Linked DNA regions of Sus scrofa: region 1 is linked to region 2. The links are chromatin contacts, called in public HiChIP or PLAC-seq maps. All regions are on one chromosome and are shown on one strand. The core of a region is the stretch at or near the end of the contact, and the rest is flanking DNA. Distances in the headings are between cores, read along the strand shown.

Region 1 (3,557 bases), core at 667-3,166, 88 kb before region 2:
ATGTTTAGTCACACTCCCATCAGTTTAGCTGCTTACGTGGCTGCAAGAGCCACCTGCCGAGTTCCACTTCTTATACTTGGTACACTGAGGGGATCTGCACATGGCTTTGTCAACCAAAGACAATTTTTTTTCCTCTTTCAATTGCCCAGCTGATGTTGGAGCCAAGAAACACTCATTCCATGTGACTCTAACAAGTACTTCCTGTCTCCATCCTTTAAATGGCTTGTGGTTCAAAAGTCATTATAAGAAATTTGTTTTAAATTCACAGTATTCCCCCCCCCCATTAAAAAATGTCATAAGGGGTAGTTAGCTTTTTAGGCCAAACATACTAATTTTAATTTACAGTGAAATGTTCTAGTTGTAGAAATGAGCTACCATTTATAACTATGGTTTTGTTTTTGTCTTTAATGTAGAATCAAATGATTTGTGAATTCCAAATGGGATTGCCAAGAAGAAAACTGACATTGTGGTGTTCACCTATATGGTTCACCCCCCTCCCACCACTCACTGCTGTTGGCCAAATGAGATGAAAAGCTCTCTAGTTCTACCTAATCACAGGGACTTCTGGAGTGGAAATGGGGGGCACCAGAGATAGGAATACAGGCCTGGGGGAAAGACGAAAAGGTGAACTATAGCAAGAGCCTTGGGGCAGCAATGAATGAACATTCTGCCTTACTTTCTCCACATTTTCCCTCTCTTATGTTTCCTCCATGAGGCTGTAAGTGTGGGCTTACAGTTCCTGTGTAGTCTGGTCACTAGGAGTAGCAGAAGTGGGTTTCTATACATGTGAGCCTGATGGGGGTAGTCTTCTATGTGGAAGAAGTTCTATGCACTGGGGACTGCCTATATTTGAAAGACTCAAAAATTCTTGGCATTCTTTTCTCAATTTCTAAATTGCATTGAGAAATTAGTCTCTATAAAGCCTTAACACTTTCTAAAAGTTCATTTGGTGCCAAAATTTTTTCTATAGTTGTATCAAAAACAAAACACCAAACCTGTACTAACATTGGAATGTAAATTTTGATAGGAACATGTTGTATTTCTAAAAGACAGGATTGAGTGTAGAAGATGAATTAAACTTAGCAATCACGGGATTAAGATGGCAGAGTAGGATCTCAGCTCAACTTTCACAAAAACACCAAAATTACAACCAATTGCTGAACAACCATCAACAAAATATATAGAAAACTACCAAAAAAGGTACCCTACACCCAAAGACAGAAAAGAAGCCACATCGAGATGGTAGGAGGGGCATTTTCATGATATAAATAATCCCATACCCACCGGATGGGCAACCAACAGACTGGAAACATACTATATTGTAGAAGTTCTCCCACAAGAGTGTGAGTTCTGAACCCCATGTCAGGTTCCCATGCCTGGGGGTCTGGCATTGGGAGGAGCCCCCAGAGCATCTGGTATTGAAAGCCAGCAGGGCTTGTGTGCAAGAGCGCCATGGGACTAGGGGAAACAGAGTCTCCACTCTTGGAGGGTGCACACAGGATTTCATGTGCATTGGGTCCCAGGGCAAAGCAGAAACTGCATAAGAATCTGGGTCAGACCTACCTGCAGGTTTTGGAGGATCTCCTGGGAAAACAGGGGGTGGGTGTTGCTCACTGTGGGGAAAAGGACATCGGAGGCAGAGGTCTCGGGAATAATCATCAATGTGAACTTCCCTGAAGGTGATCATTTGGGAAAAATCTGGTGCTACCCATCAGGGATGAGAAGCCCCAGGCCAAACAACAAACAGGGTGAGAACACAGCCCCATCCATCATCAAACAGGCTCCCTAAAGTCCTCCTAGGACACAGCTGCCTCTAATCACACCCAGAGACAAAGCCCTACCCACCAGAGGGACAAGAATAAGCTCCACCTACCAGTGGGCAGCCACTAGTGCCTCCCATAAGGCAGCCTGCAATGAGCTCCTGTACCAACTTCACCCACAAGGGGGAAGACACCAGAAGCAAGAGAGGCTACAAGTTGATAGCCTACAATAAGGCGATCACACAAAAAGCTATACCAAATGAAAAGGCAGAGAAATAAGATCCAGATGAAGGAATAAGGGGAAAAAAATCCAGAAAAAAAGCTAAATGAACTGGACATTAGCAACCTCTATGAAAAAGTTTTTAGAGTAATGATAATTAAGATGATCCGAGATCTTAGAGGAAAAAAACTGGAGGCAAAAACTGATAAATTATAAGAAATATTTAACAAAGAAATAGAAGATTTAAAGATTAAAACAAGTATAGGAGTTTCTGTCATGGCTCAGTGGTTAATGAATCAGATTAGGAACCATGAGAATGTGGGTTCGATCCCTGGCCTTGCTCACTGGGTTAAGGATCTGGCATTGCCATGAGCTGTGGTGTAGGTCACAGATGTGGCTTGGATCCAGCATTGCTGTGGCTCTGGTGTAGGCTGGCAGCTACAGCTCTGATTAGACCCCTAGCCGGGGAACCTCCATATGCCATGGGAAGAAGCCCTAGAAAAGGCAAAAAAAAAAAGATTAAGCAAGTATAGATGCAAAATACAATAACTGAAATTTAAAAAATTCACTAGAAGAAACCAATAACAGAATACAGGAAGCAGAACAAATAAGCTAGGGGGAAGATAAACTGGCGGAAATCACTGATGCAGTACAGAATAAAGAAAAAAGAATTAAAATAAATGAGGATAGTATAAGAAAACTCTGAGACAACTTTAAATATACCAGCATCCACATTATAGGGGGTGGCAAAAGGAGAAGAGAGAGAGAAAGGGCCAGAGAAAATATTTGAAAAAATAATAGCTAAAAACTTCCCTAACATGAGAACAGCACCACTCACTTAAATCCAGGAAGCACAATGAATACCATATAAAATAAACCCAAGGAGGAACACTCCAAGACACATATTAATCAAACTGACAAAAATTAAAGACAGAGAAAATATTGAAAGAGGCCAGGGAAAAGCAACAAATAACATACAAGGGAATCCTGATAAGGTTATCAGATGATTTTTCAGTAGAAATTGCAGTCCCAAAGGGAGTGGCAAGATATACTTAAAATGATGAAAGGAAAAAAGCCTCCAACCAAGAATACTCTACCCAGAAAGGCTCTCATTCAGATTTGGAAGAAGAAATCAAAAGCTTTACAGACAAGCAAAGCTAAGAGAATTCAGTACCACTAAACCAGCTTTACAACAAATACAAAAGGAACTTCTCTAGGTGGAAAAGAAAAGGCCACAACTAAAAACAAAAAAATTGGAGTTCCCGTCGTGGCACAGTGGTTAACGAATCTGACTAGGAACCATGAGGTTGTGGGTTCAATCCCTGCCCTTGCTCAGTGGGTTAACGATACGGCATTGCTGTGAGCTGTGGTATAGGTTGCAGACGTGGCTCGGATCCCACGTTGCTGTGGCTCTTTTCCTAGCCTGGGAACCTCCATATGCCGCAGGAGCGGGCCAAGAAATGGCAAAAAGACAAATAAATAAATAAATAAAAATAAAAACAAAAAGGTTACAAATAAGAAGGCCCATTGGTAAAGAAAAACATAGTAAAGGTAGGAAATCATCCACATGCAAATAC
Region 2 (3,705 bases), core at 592-3,091:
AACTTCCAAATTTTATATTTTCTTATTGGATTTTTACCTTTGTTTGTTCTGTTGTTTACATTAACCATGTTTTATATTTATTAAATTTTTAAGAGGAAAAATAAACCATGATTTATATCATTTTTAAAAGAACTGTTTTGATGCATAGAACTGAGGATGTACCAGATCAAGGACTGGTGCTGAAATAGACACAGAATAGATAGATAACACTTAGAGTTGGCCCCAAAGCCTTGTAAATTGGCTGTCCATATTCAACAATCATTATCTTTGCCAGTCTTCTCTTCTTATTTTTCCTTTCGCTGATGTGTTTTGATTTGCGATTATGAAGCATGTAAAGGAAGAAAAAGAGTTGGGTTCCCAAAGCACTCTAAAATTTGAAATTGCTGATTGTATTCTGGGCACCTCTACTATTGAACTGCAGATTCCTACCTACCAGCTGTAAAATACAAATGTGTTCATGACTCTTAGTCACATTAGTCCTTTATACTCATAAGAAAAATGTCATGGGACATTTAACTCCTTTACCGCGTTTATTACCTATACCCAAGAGTAAAGAATCTGGAGTGCTAAGCAGTAAGCAGAATGTTTATTTTAATCTTCAATTCCCTCAACGCAAAATATTTGACTCTCCCTAGAGGAATTTAACCTCAGTATCTCTACTTGCAGGCAAAATGAAGGACCGGCTAGTAGAACTTTTGGAGTTAACCAAGCACTATGACCAGCAGTTCCCAGAAAAGGACGATGACTTTGACTCACCTCACGAGGACATCGTGTTTGAGACGGACCACATCCTGGAATCCTTGTACCGAGACATCCAGGAGCTTCAGGATGAAAACCAGCAGCTGTTTACTGACGTGAAGCGGCTGGGAAAGCAGAACGCCCGCTTCCTCACGTCCATGCGGCGTCTCAGCAGCATCAAGCGTGACACCAACTCGATTGCCAAGGACATCAAGGCCCGGGGTGAGAGCATCCACCGCAAGCTGAGCGCCATGAAGGCGCTGAGCGAGGAGGCGCAGGCAAAGCACGGTGAGCACTCGGCTGTGGCGCGCATCGCGCAGGCGCAGTACAGCGCGCTCGCCCGCACCTTCCAGGCTGCCATGCACGAGTACAACCAGGCCGAGATGAAGCAGCGCGAAAACTGTAAGATCCGCATCCAGCGCCAGCTGGAGATCATGGGCAAGGATGTCTCGAGCAACCAGATAGAGGACATGTTCGAACAAGGCAAATGGGACGTGTTCTCCGAGAACCTGCTGGCTGATGTGAAGGGCGCGCGGGCGGCCCTCAATGAGATCGAGAACCGCCACCGCGAGATGCTGCGGCTGGAGAGCCGCATCCGCGACCTGCATGACCTCTTCCTGCAGATGGCCATGCTGGTGGAGCAGCAGGCTGACACCTTGGACGTCATCGAGTTCAACGTGCAGAAGACCCTTGACTACACCGGCCAGGCCAAGGTGCAGGTGCGCAAGGCGGTGCAGTACAAAAAGAAGAATCCCTGCCGGACCATCTGCTGCTTCTGCTGCCCCTGCCTGAACTAGCAGGCCTGCAACACCTGATCCCAGACCTGAAAGGGCTAGTAAGCACCCTGGGAAAGATGTTGAGGCCATTTGCACTGGGATGAGTTGCTCTAATGCCTATGGACCTCGCTCTTTAGAGAAAGAAAACACTCAAGGTCCAAGAATTCCAGCCCAGCTCGAACTTGGAAAGAGGGTACATGTCACCCCATTGTTTCTTCAGTAAGGACAGATACCTCCTGAAATTTTGTGAGATCATTATATGGCACATAAACACCCTCGCCTCTTAACGGAAGCCAAATGAGGAACTGACATTGTAGTGTACTCTACGGTAAATGTCCAAGGCACGTTTGCTCATGAACCTCTAGGAGGAAGTCAAATTGTGCATCAGCCCATTGTGTAAGGACTGGTTATTAAAACTTCAATTCATTTACCCTGTCCTGAAAGTACCTTGGTTCTATTCATTTTCGAGTGAAATTGACCTTGGGAAAAACTGCACATCTTCCTTTTCTTACTCTTTATCTGGTTTATGCTATGTGATTCCCACATGGATGTGTATCTTCTTTCTGCTCACCTCCTCTACTTGTTTAAATCACAAGTATCACTGTTTCCTCAACTCTTTATATTCTATCAGAATATATTTGGAGATTTTTTTCCAAATGTTTTTAAGCACTGAGTATTGAACAAGCACTCAAATTAAAGTTTGTATGTCACATTATATATATTTTTCATAAATAAAAATAATTTAAAATTTCTTTTTACTTGATTTTTACAAATGCATATATATATAAATGTAAAGTACAAATATTTACTAATGCATGTACATAATACCAATTGGTTTAACTTTACTTTTGTAAATATGGTATATAAATATCCAGGAAAATATTTTTACTGGTTATTAGTGTTGATTTGCTTGTTTCATCTGCATCTCAGTAGTCCAGTTTGGGTCAAAACTTGGTTTTGAACATCTCTGTCTTGGTTATGGTGATAAAGACAGATAAAATTCTGAAAATGCATACAAAACTAGAGATAATAAAAATGGTCTTAAAAGTAATTACTTTTGTTTTACTGTGGCCCATTCCTTTCATGCATTCAAATGTGGTAATTTAAAATAAAAGAATCCTGTTTTTCAAGTTAGTGGAATAAACACATTATAAACATCCTTTTTTATGCATTTGTGTCTTGACCATTTAAATCTTAGTCTACTTTTTCAATTATTGTCTACTAGCTGCCTGAGGTTGCAACATCTGGATGAAACTCTGAATAGAGGGGGGAAATGAAAATTAATTCACATGGGGGTGTGTTGCTTTCTCTCCTGAGTTATTTACAATAGTTTAACAAAATCATCCTGTTTTGGAGATCTGGTTTTGTTTGCAAACTTTGTAATGCCCTGACTCACATTTACCATGTTTTCTGTCTTTAAGTCAACTCTTAACTCTTTCCACTCGCTATTTAATAAACGAGAGTTTATTCAATGGTCGTTATTCCCAGAGTTTTCAGACAGTGAAACTTTAATAGAAATAGAAAGAAGAGTATGTGAACTCTTTGGAACTCACTGACTAGCCTGCTTATGACTGTGAAATCTAGCCCTGCTCCTAATTTTAATTTCATGGTTAAATATGAGAATTGTGGAAACCAAGTCCCACTAGGCTTTTCTCAGATTTCTCTCATTTCTTTCTCAGCTAATTCCAGAGATGTGTTTCACCTTTGACTTAATTCCCTTTCTCTAAAAAAAAATCTTCAAACAGATTCATTGCTCTGTCTTTGATAAGAGGCAAGAGATTTTGTAAATATAGTCCATCAGCTAGTTTCCACAAAAGAGAATAGTTGATGAATTCAACCCATAAAGCATTTTCTGCATTTAGAGCCATTCATAAAAGTCAAAGAGTTTGCTGGCTCTGTGTATTTTTTAATTGCCCACATTTCTCATTGGAGAATTAGGTAAAAACTTTAATATACCAGAATTAGTGAACTGTTGGCTATGAAAAGGCAAGAATTTTTCTTCCTGCTTTTTAGTAACTATCAGGTGTGGCATAGCAATTAAGAACACAAAATCAGACCCTACTCTCTGGGTTTAAATCATGACTTTGCCGTATAGCTGTATGACTTGAGGGCATTATTTAACCTCTCTGCACCTCAGTTTCCTCATCTGTAAAATGGTTATAACAGGACTCATCTCATAGAGTTGTAAGAA

The links. HiChIP or PLAC-seq counts read pairs in DNA pulled down with a chosen protein or histone mark.
Region 1: a contact with region 2 is called in an H3K27ac HiChIP or PLAC-seq map of alveolar macrophages. The contact joins two enhancer-like sites. A contact is called at or near these places in 21 of 47 Hi-C or Micro-C datasets (adipose tissue, alveolar macrophages, blood and 12 more) and 2 of 2 datasets of contacts at active chromatin or transcription factors (alveolar macrophages and skeletal muscle).

The regions. Positions count from the first base shown.
Region 1 is chr1:21,215,155-21,218,711 of Sscrofa11.1, reverse strand. No RefSeq gene overlaps it. Among named protein-coding and RNA genes, the nearest start is that of SF3B5, 14 kb to the left of the region's middle. Within about 2 kb of position 1,916, at least 1 of the 83 cell types and tissues checked has an H3K27ac peak or open chromatin away from gene starts, as enhancers often do. A contact at or near this core is called in alveolar macrophages, where this site is marked.
Region 2 is chr1:21,126,842-21,130,546 of Sscrofa11.1, reverse strand. STX11 (syntaxin-11) reads left to right here. Exons shown (of 2, transcript XM_021087115.1): 2 at 667-2,676. The coding sequence ends at 1,535. Among named protein-coding and RNA genes, the nearest start is that of TRNAL-UAA, 15 kb to the right of the region's middle. Within about 2 kb of position 1,841, at least 6 of the 83 cell types and tissues checked have an H3K27ac peak or open chromatin away from gene starts, as enhancers often do. A contact at or near this core is called in alveolar macrophages, where this site is marked.